Linked DNA regions of Pan troglodytes: all the other regions are linked to region 2. Evidence: chromatin contacts called from public Hi-C and HiChIP or PLAC-seq data. All regions are on one chromosome and are shown on one strand. The core of a region is the stretch at or near the end of the contact, and the rest is flanking DNA. Distances in the headings are between cores, read along the strand shown. Region 1 holds the start of TMEM147 (transmembrane protein 147). Region 2 holds the start of ZBTB32 (zinc finger and BTB domain containing 32). Region 3 holds the start of LRFN3 (leucine rich repeat and fibronectin type III domain containing 3).

Evidence for each region. A called contact is a pair of places that touch in the nucleus more often than the background predicts. HiChIP or PLAC-seq counts read pairs in DNA pulled down with a chosen protein or histone mark.
Region 1: a Hi-C map of stem cell-derived neural progenitor cells shows a contact between it and region 2, with 5 times the contacts expected there. The contact joins the promoter of TMEM147 here to the promoter of ZBTB32 in region 2. A contact is called at or near these places in 3 of 7 Hi-C or Micro-C datasets (induced pluripotent stem cells and stem cell-derived neural progenitor cells), 1 of 1 datasets of contacts at active chromatin or transcription factors (stem cell-derived excitatory neurons) and 1 of 1 other capture datasets (stem cell-derived neural stem cells).
Region 3: an H3K4me3 HiChIP or PLAC-seq map of stem cell-derived excitatory neurons shows a contact between it and region 2, with 5 times the contacts expected there. The contact joins the promoter of LRFN3 here to the promoter of ZBTB32 in region 2. A contact is called at or near these places in 1 of 7 Hi-C or Micro-C datasets (stem cell-derived neural progenitor cells) and 1 of 1 datasets of contacts at active chromatin or transcription factors (stem cell-derived excitatory neurons).

Annotation. Positions count from the first base shown.
Region 1 is chr20:38,687,806-38,690,660 of NHGRI_mPanTro3-v2.0_pri, reverse strand. It overlaps TMEM147 (transmembrane protein 147), which reads right to left and starts at 1,578. Exons shown (of 7, transcript XM_016935691.4): 1 at 1,445-1,578; 2 at 1,304-1,373; 3 at 676-735; 4 at 453-589; 5 at 232-316; 6 at 21-142. The coding sequence starts at 1,521. GAPDHS (glyceraldehyde-3-phosphate dehydrogenase, spermatogenic) reads right to left here. Exons shown (of 11, transcript XM_512590.7): 10 at 2,255-2,352; 11 at 1,944-2,163. The coding sequence ends at 2,091.
Region 2 is chr20:38,839,845-38,842,576 of NHGRI_mPanTro3-v2.0_pri, reverse strand. It overlaps ZBTB32 (zinc finger and BTB domain containing 32), which reads right to left and starts at 1,388. Exons shown (of 5, transcript NM_001135626.2): 1 at 508-1,388; 2 at 185-258; 3 at 8-76. The coding sequence starts at 1,388.
Region 3 is chr20:39,064,558-39,067,324 of NHGRI_mPanTro3-v2.0_pri, reverse strand. LRFN3 (leucine rich repeat and fibronectin type III domain containing 3) reads right to left here and starts at 1,405. Exons shown (of 3, transcript XM_524229.8): 1 at 223-1,405.

The DNA.
Region 1 (2,855 bases), core at 329-2,828, 150 kb after region 2:
CTAAACCCCACCCAACTCACTCCATAACGAAGGCCTTGTAGACACTGAGGAACATCAGCAGGAGGACAGCTGGCCGGAAGGTGTGGTACAGATCATAGCGTGTTATCATCCAGACCTGAGCAGACGCGACGATGTAATGGACCTGGAGGGAGGCAGAAAGTCGGGGCCAGGCCTCGGGGAGGAGTATGGCCGCCAGCAGAAATGTGTATGTGGGAAAGCACGACTGCCTACCAGACTGATGTTGGAGTCTATGCTCATCTGGATGTACTTCCAGTCAAACTCAATGCCCCGGGCTCCGACCCATAGGGGAATGCAGCTGAGGAAGGCAAAGGATGGGATTCTCCAGTACTCAGACACCTTCAGCACCAGGCTTTGAGCCCCTGCCCTCCAGCACCCCCGTGGAACCCAGGTGTCCCTTCTCAGGGGTCTGGGCTCCAGGCTGCTGTACGCACCGGGACATAATAAGCTCGGCAGTGGCCCAGCCCAGGGCAGCAACCATGATCTTGTACTCCCCCTTGCCGGCATTCCGGGACATGACAAGGTTTAGACCTATCAGGTCTGCCACATCCACGCTGGCCTTCATGAACTCCTGCGGGTCAGGTTGAGGCTTAAGTAAGCACAGGGGGACAGGGAGCCCCATTCCTGAACTCCCTGCCCTTCCCTGGCCCCTCTCACCCCAATGAAGTCATAGATGCCGCCTTCCCAGGTGGGAAAGAAAGTGGCCAAGAACAGCATCTGAGAACAGAAAGTAGAAAGAGGTCACTTCAAGGTGAGGGGATCAAGATAAACCACGTGGGATTTGTGGGAAGTTCGTGGGTATGAGGAGGGCAGGACAGGTTCTGGGGGCCCATCTGGAAGAGGAACCACCAGATGGTGGCAAAATTACAGGAATCGGGGAGATAGAGGATAGGTCCCCGGGTCCCCGAGGGGGCTGGAAGTTTGAGTTCTGGGTGATCACAGGGCATCTGAGTCAGGTCTGAAGGTGCTGCTCCCTGGGCAGTGTTAGCAGCACGTACGGAATCAGTGATCACTCTTAACCGCACCAAAAAAAACCTGTTAGCCAACCACACTACTGAGGTTTTCTCAGTTTTACTAAGTGCTACGCAAAAGTTGCTTCTAGGTCTCTTCTCAGGTCGTGCCCTCTTTAAAGTCCATCCTCTCTAGGTATCCTGACGCCTCCCAATGCGGAGTCCCGAGGGCGGTCCCACCGTGGGGCGGCGGGGGCGCGGATAGGCAACGGGGGCGGGTCCCTGGGTCTGCAGAGCCTGGGGGCCAGAACACGTGGCTTCCCGGTGGCCCTCACCTTGCAGAGTTGGACAAAGAGGTAGGTGACTCCAGCCTGGACGCATTTCCAGAAGGCGTTGTACTCGGACCTGGAGAAGCGGGAGGTGAGGGTCGGCCCGGGCCCCGCGCCCTCTCCGCCCCGCGCCCTTCCCGCACTCACAGGCCGCTGCACTTGTAGGTGATGAAGTAGGGGAAGTAGGCAAGAGCGAAGCAGTTCCCGAAGTGAAACAGGGTCATGACGCCGGCCGCCCGGTCCCGCCCGCGCGGGGATCGCGAGGCGGCGTCTCCGGGAGCGGGCCTCCGGCTCTGCCGGCACTTTCGCCACGGCCAGGGCCTGGCACCCACCTGACTGGCGGGGGCCCGCGCGCGACCTTCTGGGAGCAGTAGTCCCGGCGCGGGGCGTCGCGCCCAGTGACGTCAGAGCGCCCGTGGCCGGCCCTGGTTCCCACCGCTGCCGGCCCAGAGCTTTGGGGAGTGACTTCCAGCCATGCGGGGCCTCTACCGCTGCCATCGCGGTCCCGGTCTCCTGAAGTGGAACCCGGCTTGGAGTCGAGCGCGACCCCTCGCCCGTGGGCGCAGGCGATCGAGTAAGGGTGGGGCGGGCCTCAAACCCGGATCAGAACCCGCCCTGACCGGCGCAGAGATACGGGACGCAGCCGTGAGCACTGTTTTTTATTTCACCATGGACCCATCGGCGTGGGGCGCCCGCCCCGGGTGCCCTTCCTCCCTCGGGCAGCCAGATGCTGGAACGGGAGGCACATGTTCCGGCCCCGGCCCCTGGGAAGGAAAGAAAGGACCTTCCCCTTTCACTTGTCTCGGCTGAACATGTAGCGGAGGAGGTCGACCACCCGGTGACTGTAGCCATATTCATTGTCGTACCTGTGGAGGAGGGGTCGGGAGGTTCAAGGGGGTTCCTTCTGACCACTCCTTAGTTCCCCTCCCTCTGAGTCTCCAGCTCCTTCCCCCTTACCATGAAATGAGCTTCACGAAATTGTCATTGAGCGCAATGCCGGCCTTAGCATCGAAGATGGACGAGTGGGTATCACCGAGGAAGTCCATAGAGACGACCTGGAAGTCAGAATTTCAAAGATAAGTGTGTCCGGCAGAGCAAGGACCTCCGGGAGCTGAGGCCCCGACTCTTAGCTGTATCGCCCATCCATGCATTCATCTATAATATTTGACGTAGCCCTACTGTGTCCAGTCTCTGGACTGGAGGGTATGACCAAGTGCAGGGTATGACCAAGGCACTGTGTCAGGGTCTGGCCAAAGGGCACAGGTCACAAACACCCTCATGCTGTACCAGTACATCCCTTTCCTAGGAATAATGCAAGCATTTGGAATGGGCCAGCATGGAGGGCCTCTCTGAGGGGTGGCCATGAGCCTGGGTCTAGATGACTAGAAAGATCTGACCAGCTGGGGCCCTCAGCACAGTGTCTGAGGTAGAAGGAGCTGCAGGAATGGAGGACCTGAGGGTTTTAGCCCTAGTGTCATGAAAGGCCACAGGAGTGTTTTCAATCCTGAAAACGGGTGATGCAATGTGATTGTATTAAAACAAAAGATCCCGGTGACTG
Region 2 (2,732 bases), core at 139-2,638:
GACTCACCTGTGTGCCCCTGATCAGACTCTTCCATCTCCCCAGGGCTGAGCTGTGCGGGGCCCTGGGGGAGGGAACCTGGAAGGAACAGTGGGAGGTAGGGGCCCTGCTCAGGCTGGACTCCTCGAGCCCCACCCCAGAGAAGACACCATGTTACAGGTGTATGCAGGACAGTGAGGGGCTTACCTGGGGTGGGGCTGGAGGAGGCCAACTGGTTCTGGCTCCAGAGCCCTTTGGGGGCATTTAGGGACAGTGGGATCCTGGGATGGGGTGGGGAAGAGTTACAGCCTTGGCTAAACCTGGGAGCCTGGCCCCTTCGTGAAGAGGGGGTATCCCAAGTCCTCCCCCGGGGGCTGGGCTTTGGCGTGCCCTGTGGCAGCAGCTTCTTGTCTCTTCCCCAGCTCAGGAACTGTGCAGTACAGATGCGGTGCCCTTCCACCCAGCAGGGCTGCCCCTCCTGGGCCATGCCCTCCCAGCCTGGAGGCAGAGCACTAGACCCCGCCACTCACCTGTGTTCCCGCCAGACCTCCTGCCAGGCTCCAGTGGTGGGGGTGCTATGGTAGAAGGGAATGCCATATCTGGGCGGCATCAGCAGGATGCTCCACAGGGCAGGCTGGCCCCCCACCAACCAAGGGGCCTCAGCCCACGAGGGCCTAGGGGTGACGCTGGTTTGCAGGGAGCCTGCTGGGGGAAGGGGGCCAGGGAGCTTGCGCAGACTTTCCTCAGAGCCCCCTGGATTTTCCCTCAACCACATGAGCACTCCATGCTTCCCATCTGCTCCCCTTTGGCCAACAGGGGCTTGGAGGTGTTTCTCCTTTGACCTGGTCTGTTCCTGCTGAGCCTCCTGCGTTGCTCCTGCCATCTCGGGGCTGCCTCTTGGTGGCGAGTGCTTGTGCAACATCTCCTGTTCTCTCCCACCAGTTCTAGAAACCTGCTCTGGTTTCTGCTTCTCTCCAGGGTCCCCCAGTTCTCTCTCAGCATTCCTTGAGGGTTTCTCTGGCTCCTCCTGATGTTTCTTCAGGCCTGGATCTGGCTTTTTAGCCCTGTCCCCTCGAGCCCTCCAGCATGCCTCTTCCAGGGACTGCACTCCCAAGGCCCTGGCCGCCTCCTGAAGGGGCCTTAGCTCCCTAGGCTGCAGCTCTACACTCTCCCCATACACAAAGTTCAGGAGCTGGGCAAAGGTAGAAGGGCTGATGCCTTCTCCCAGAGCCCACTGGCCCCTGCGGCCCAGCTGCTGGCTGACACCTGCTAGCACCAGGCTGTGGGCGGGGAACTCCTGGCCCCCTACGGTGATCAGAGTATCACAGAGTGCTGGCCGGAGCCTGGCTGCTAGCTGTACCAGCCGATCAGAGCCATAGGGGCTGGGCAGTCTTATGGGGGGCAGGGACATTGTGCCTTGGCTTGGGTACCTAACTCAGAGGCTCTAAGAGGAAGTCCACAGTGTGAGGTCCATGGTTGAAAGGGGAGGGAGGAACATCTCATCTCATTTCAAGCCTGTGGATGTGAGGGGAGAGGGTGTGAGTTGCTGGTCCTAGATCAGAGCCCTCTGTCCTGAGTGAGCAAATAAAGTAACCCAAGAGAGGATTGGAGCTTATCCAGAATCATAGCAGGTAGGCATGGTGGCCAGAGAATGGAAATCAGACCAAATTCAGGACTTAAAGAGCAAGGGCCAGTCAGTTAACAGAAATATCTAGTAGTGGGTTTAAGACAGGCGTGCGGAAAGTCTGCCAGTTGGCAGTCTCTGACGTAAAAGATAGCAGATACTGCCACTTCTGCTTCTCCAAGCCCCTCTGCAGGGAAACACCTCTGCGCAAGCCAGGCTTTCTTCATTCCAGACAAGGATCACCACAAAACCCAGTCAACGCCGGCACTAAGGGATGGAGCATGACACAGTTTCACGGGAGAGCTTAGAAAGCTAGTGGGTCCTCCCCCAAAAGCCCATCGCTCCTGAAAGGCAGAGAGGGCAGCATGATAGGGATCCTGGCTGCAGGAGCGCAGGCGCTAAGGCATCCGGCAGTCATCACTGTGAAGCTGAAGCTTCTAGAACACATCCTCAGGGAAGGAACCAGACATTCCCATCCAGAGAACGAGGAGAGCAGGTGCAGAAGCCACAGGAGAGGAGGCTCCTGACCCAATGATGGAGAGACCTTTTGGAGAATGGACCCCTGAGGAGATGGGAGGAAAGGACATGGGGACTGGAGACAGGGAGGCTGTTTCCTCTCAAGATTCGGGTAAGGAGATGGTTTAATTTGTTTTTCATAAGACAAAAAGTGAAGAATAGAAAGACAGCACCCAACCAGGCAGGAGTTTCTCACACATCAAAACCACCACATTGGCTTTTAAGAAGAGAGCTGGGAACCCAGATATGAAGAGAACCAGAACCTCAGTGTCTTAGCACCCAGCAGGCAGAGTCCTAGGTGCAGGTTCCCTGTGAGCAAGGGCCCTTGGGGCAGGGAGGGCTGCACTTGGACACCTCAGGGAGAGGGCTCTAGGTTGGCAGGGAGGAGACAGACAGAGTTGTGATGGGAAGAAGGCCTCAGCTGGGGAGAGGCTATCACTCACCGCTTGTAGCTTCTTCCAGGACACCGCATGCTCTGAACTACTGTTGGGGCTCCTGGGGCCCACCCTGGAGCTAGCCCCGCCCCTGACCTCACAGGCCTCCATTGGATGTCCCAAGTATCAGTCTGCCACAGTCCCCCCGAAGGGGTGTGGTTTTCTAACCCTGCCTCTGCCT
Region 3 (2,767 bases), core at 156-2,655, 220 kb before region 2:
CCTGGAGGTCCCATCAACTGGGGCAGGGAAGGTCAGAGAGGGGCAGGGATGGCCAGTGTCCAGAGAGTGTTTGGAGCAGAGCAGGAGCTGAAGGCAGACCCATGGGGGAATGTCTTTTTTTCTGGAGAAACCCCAAGAGTGTCAAAGGGTACCTGGTACCGTAACCCGCAGCCACAATGCTCCTCCCAGCCCCTCCCCACCTTGAGGTTTCAGCAGCCTTACCTGAGCTAGAAGCAGCCCCAGGGAGCAGAGTCCTAGCTCCAGGGGAGTCAGAGGTCAAGGCTCTGGAGGGAGCATCTGGTCATGCTTTTCCTGTCCCCAAGGCTTCTGTAGAGGGACTGTGTCCTGACTCGGCTCAAATCTGTGGCAACGGAGTCTCCAGACCTTAATACTCGGGGTTCCAGACCCCTAAATATTGGGCCTCTAGGGTCCAGTTTTAGGGGTCCAGTTTGGGTTGTTCAGGGTCAGGGTCTCCCAGGTCCAGTCTTGGGATGCTAAGCAGCCAAACGGTGGGGTTTAGAGTCTGAGATCCGATCCCGGGGTTCTGCATTCAGATATTGGGGTGCTGAGTCAAGATTGGGAGGTCTCAAGCCCCAGATTTAAGCACTCAGGTCTGCAGCAAGGACTTCAGGCCCAAACTCGGGTTCAGGCCCCTTGGAATCCCACAGTCCAGATCTTGGAATTTGAGGCCTGAATCCCAGGGTTCAGGTCCCCAAGAGTGGGTTCCAGGGTACAGTACTGGAAATCCAGTCCCAGATTTCAAGGTCCCAGGCCCAGAATTCAGAGTTCAGCTCCAGGCTTGAGGTTTTAGATGTCAAATCTTGGGGTTCTGCTCCAAATATTGGGGTCTGTGTTCCAAATTGTGGGGTTCCGGCTCCAAATATTGAGGTCCCAGTGACCGATGTTGAGATTCCAGCCCCATATACTGGGGTTCAGGCTCCAGATCTTGGGGTTCCACGGCCGGATCTCGGGGTGCTGGTCCCAGATCAGGGTTCCAGGCTCGGGTTTCCGGAATTCCCGATTCAATCTGGGGGTGCAGGCCCCCGAGGTGGAGGTTAGGGCGCGGAGTCCGGGGCGGCGGCGTCCCGGCTGGCTTCCTGGGCTGCGGCGGAGGCTGACTGGGAGGGAGGGGACCGGCTGCGGTGGGGAGGGGGGCGACCGGGCAGCCCCAGGGCCGGGTGGGGCGAGGCCTGGGAGCTGAGGGACGGTCAGACAGATTGGAACACGCGGGATGGGGGCACCGCAGCGCAGGCGGGGGCGCAGGGGGGAGGGGCCGCGCTCAGAGACCCCTCCCCCGCCGGGGCCGAGGCGGGGGCCGGGCGGGGGCCGGGCTGGGCGGGCCGGGTCCAGGCGCTCCCGCGGCCTCCTCGCCGGGAACCCAGGGCAGCGCGCGCACCGGCGCTTAAAGGCGCAGGCTCCGCGCGCACCCGCGCTTAAAGGCGTAGGCACCCGCCCCTTCTCTCAAAGACGCGCCCCGGCCCCACCTCCCATGGAGTCGCACTGGCGCTGCTGGGAACGAGAATCCCTGGATACAGAGAGACTGAGACAGAGAGACAGAGAAGAACGGAGATACAGAAAGGCAGACAAAAAGATGGGCAGGCTTAGATTGATGGATAGAGAGGAGTAAATGGAAAGAGGCAGAGAGACAGATTGAAACACACACATATTCGAGACATGGAAATGCACAGAGACAGCGAGACACAGAGAGTGATGGAGAGACAAGAGATAAGGACAAGTCAGAGAAAGACAGAAACAGAGATAGAGACGTGCGTGCGCGCGCACACACAGACACACACATACACACTCATACGCTCTAAGACGCAGCACCTGGGCTGTGAGAATGGTGTGTGTATATGTGCATTCAGTAACCATTCCTAGCCTTGAGTGTAGCGCTTCATTCCAGAGCCACTGGCCCCCGAAACCTGTCTCTTTCTGCCCCCCTATCTCAGCACCACCTCCCTGGAATGTCCTTTCCACGGTTGGAGTTTCCTTACCTGGCCATGCCCAGCAACAGGCTTGATCTTTCAGGCCAGAGGGGCTCCTTCCCAAGGCTCCTTTCTCTGCCTGCAAGAGGGAAAACTTGTGCCATCTGGGATTAGGGAAAGACCTCAAGACACACTGACAGCCGGGGGCGGTGGCTCACGCCTGTAATCCCGGCTCGTTGGGAGGCCAAGGCGGGCGGATCTTTTGAGATCAGGCGTTGGAGACCAGCCTGGCCAACATGGAGAAACCCCATCTCTACTAAAAATACAAAAATTAGCCGGGTGTGGTGGCGGGCGCCCGTAATCCCAGCTACTTGGGAGGCTGAGGCAAGAGAATTGCTTGAACCCGGGAGGTGGAGATTGTAGTCATCTGAGATCCAGCCATTGCACTCCAGCCTGGGTGACAGAGTGAGACTCTGTCTTTAAAAGAAAGAAAGAAAGAAAGAAAAGCAGAGAGGGATGCCTTGCCTTGCAGGAGCCAGGCCAGGTGTCCTTGCAGTGCAGCCCACCAGGATCACCCGGGGGCACCATAGATCTCCAGGTCCCAACCTCAGAGTTTCTGGTTCAGTGGGTCTGAGGTGGGACCCGAACATTTGCATTTTTAACGAGTACCCAGGTGATGCTAATGTGACTTTTCAAAGACCATACTTTTTTTTTTGAGACAGGGTCTTGCTTTGTCACCCAGGCTGGAGCACATTGGTGCAATCATAATTGACTGCAACCTCAAATTCCTGGGCTCAAGCAATCCTCCCACCTCAGGCTCCAGAGTAACTGGGACTACAGGC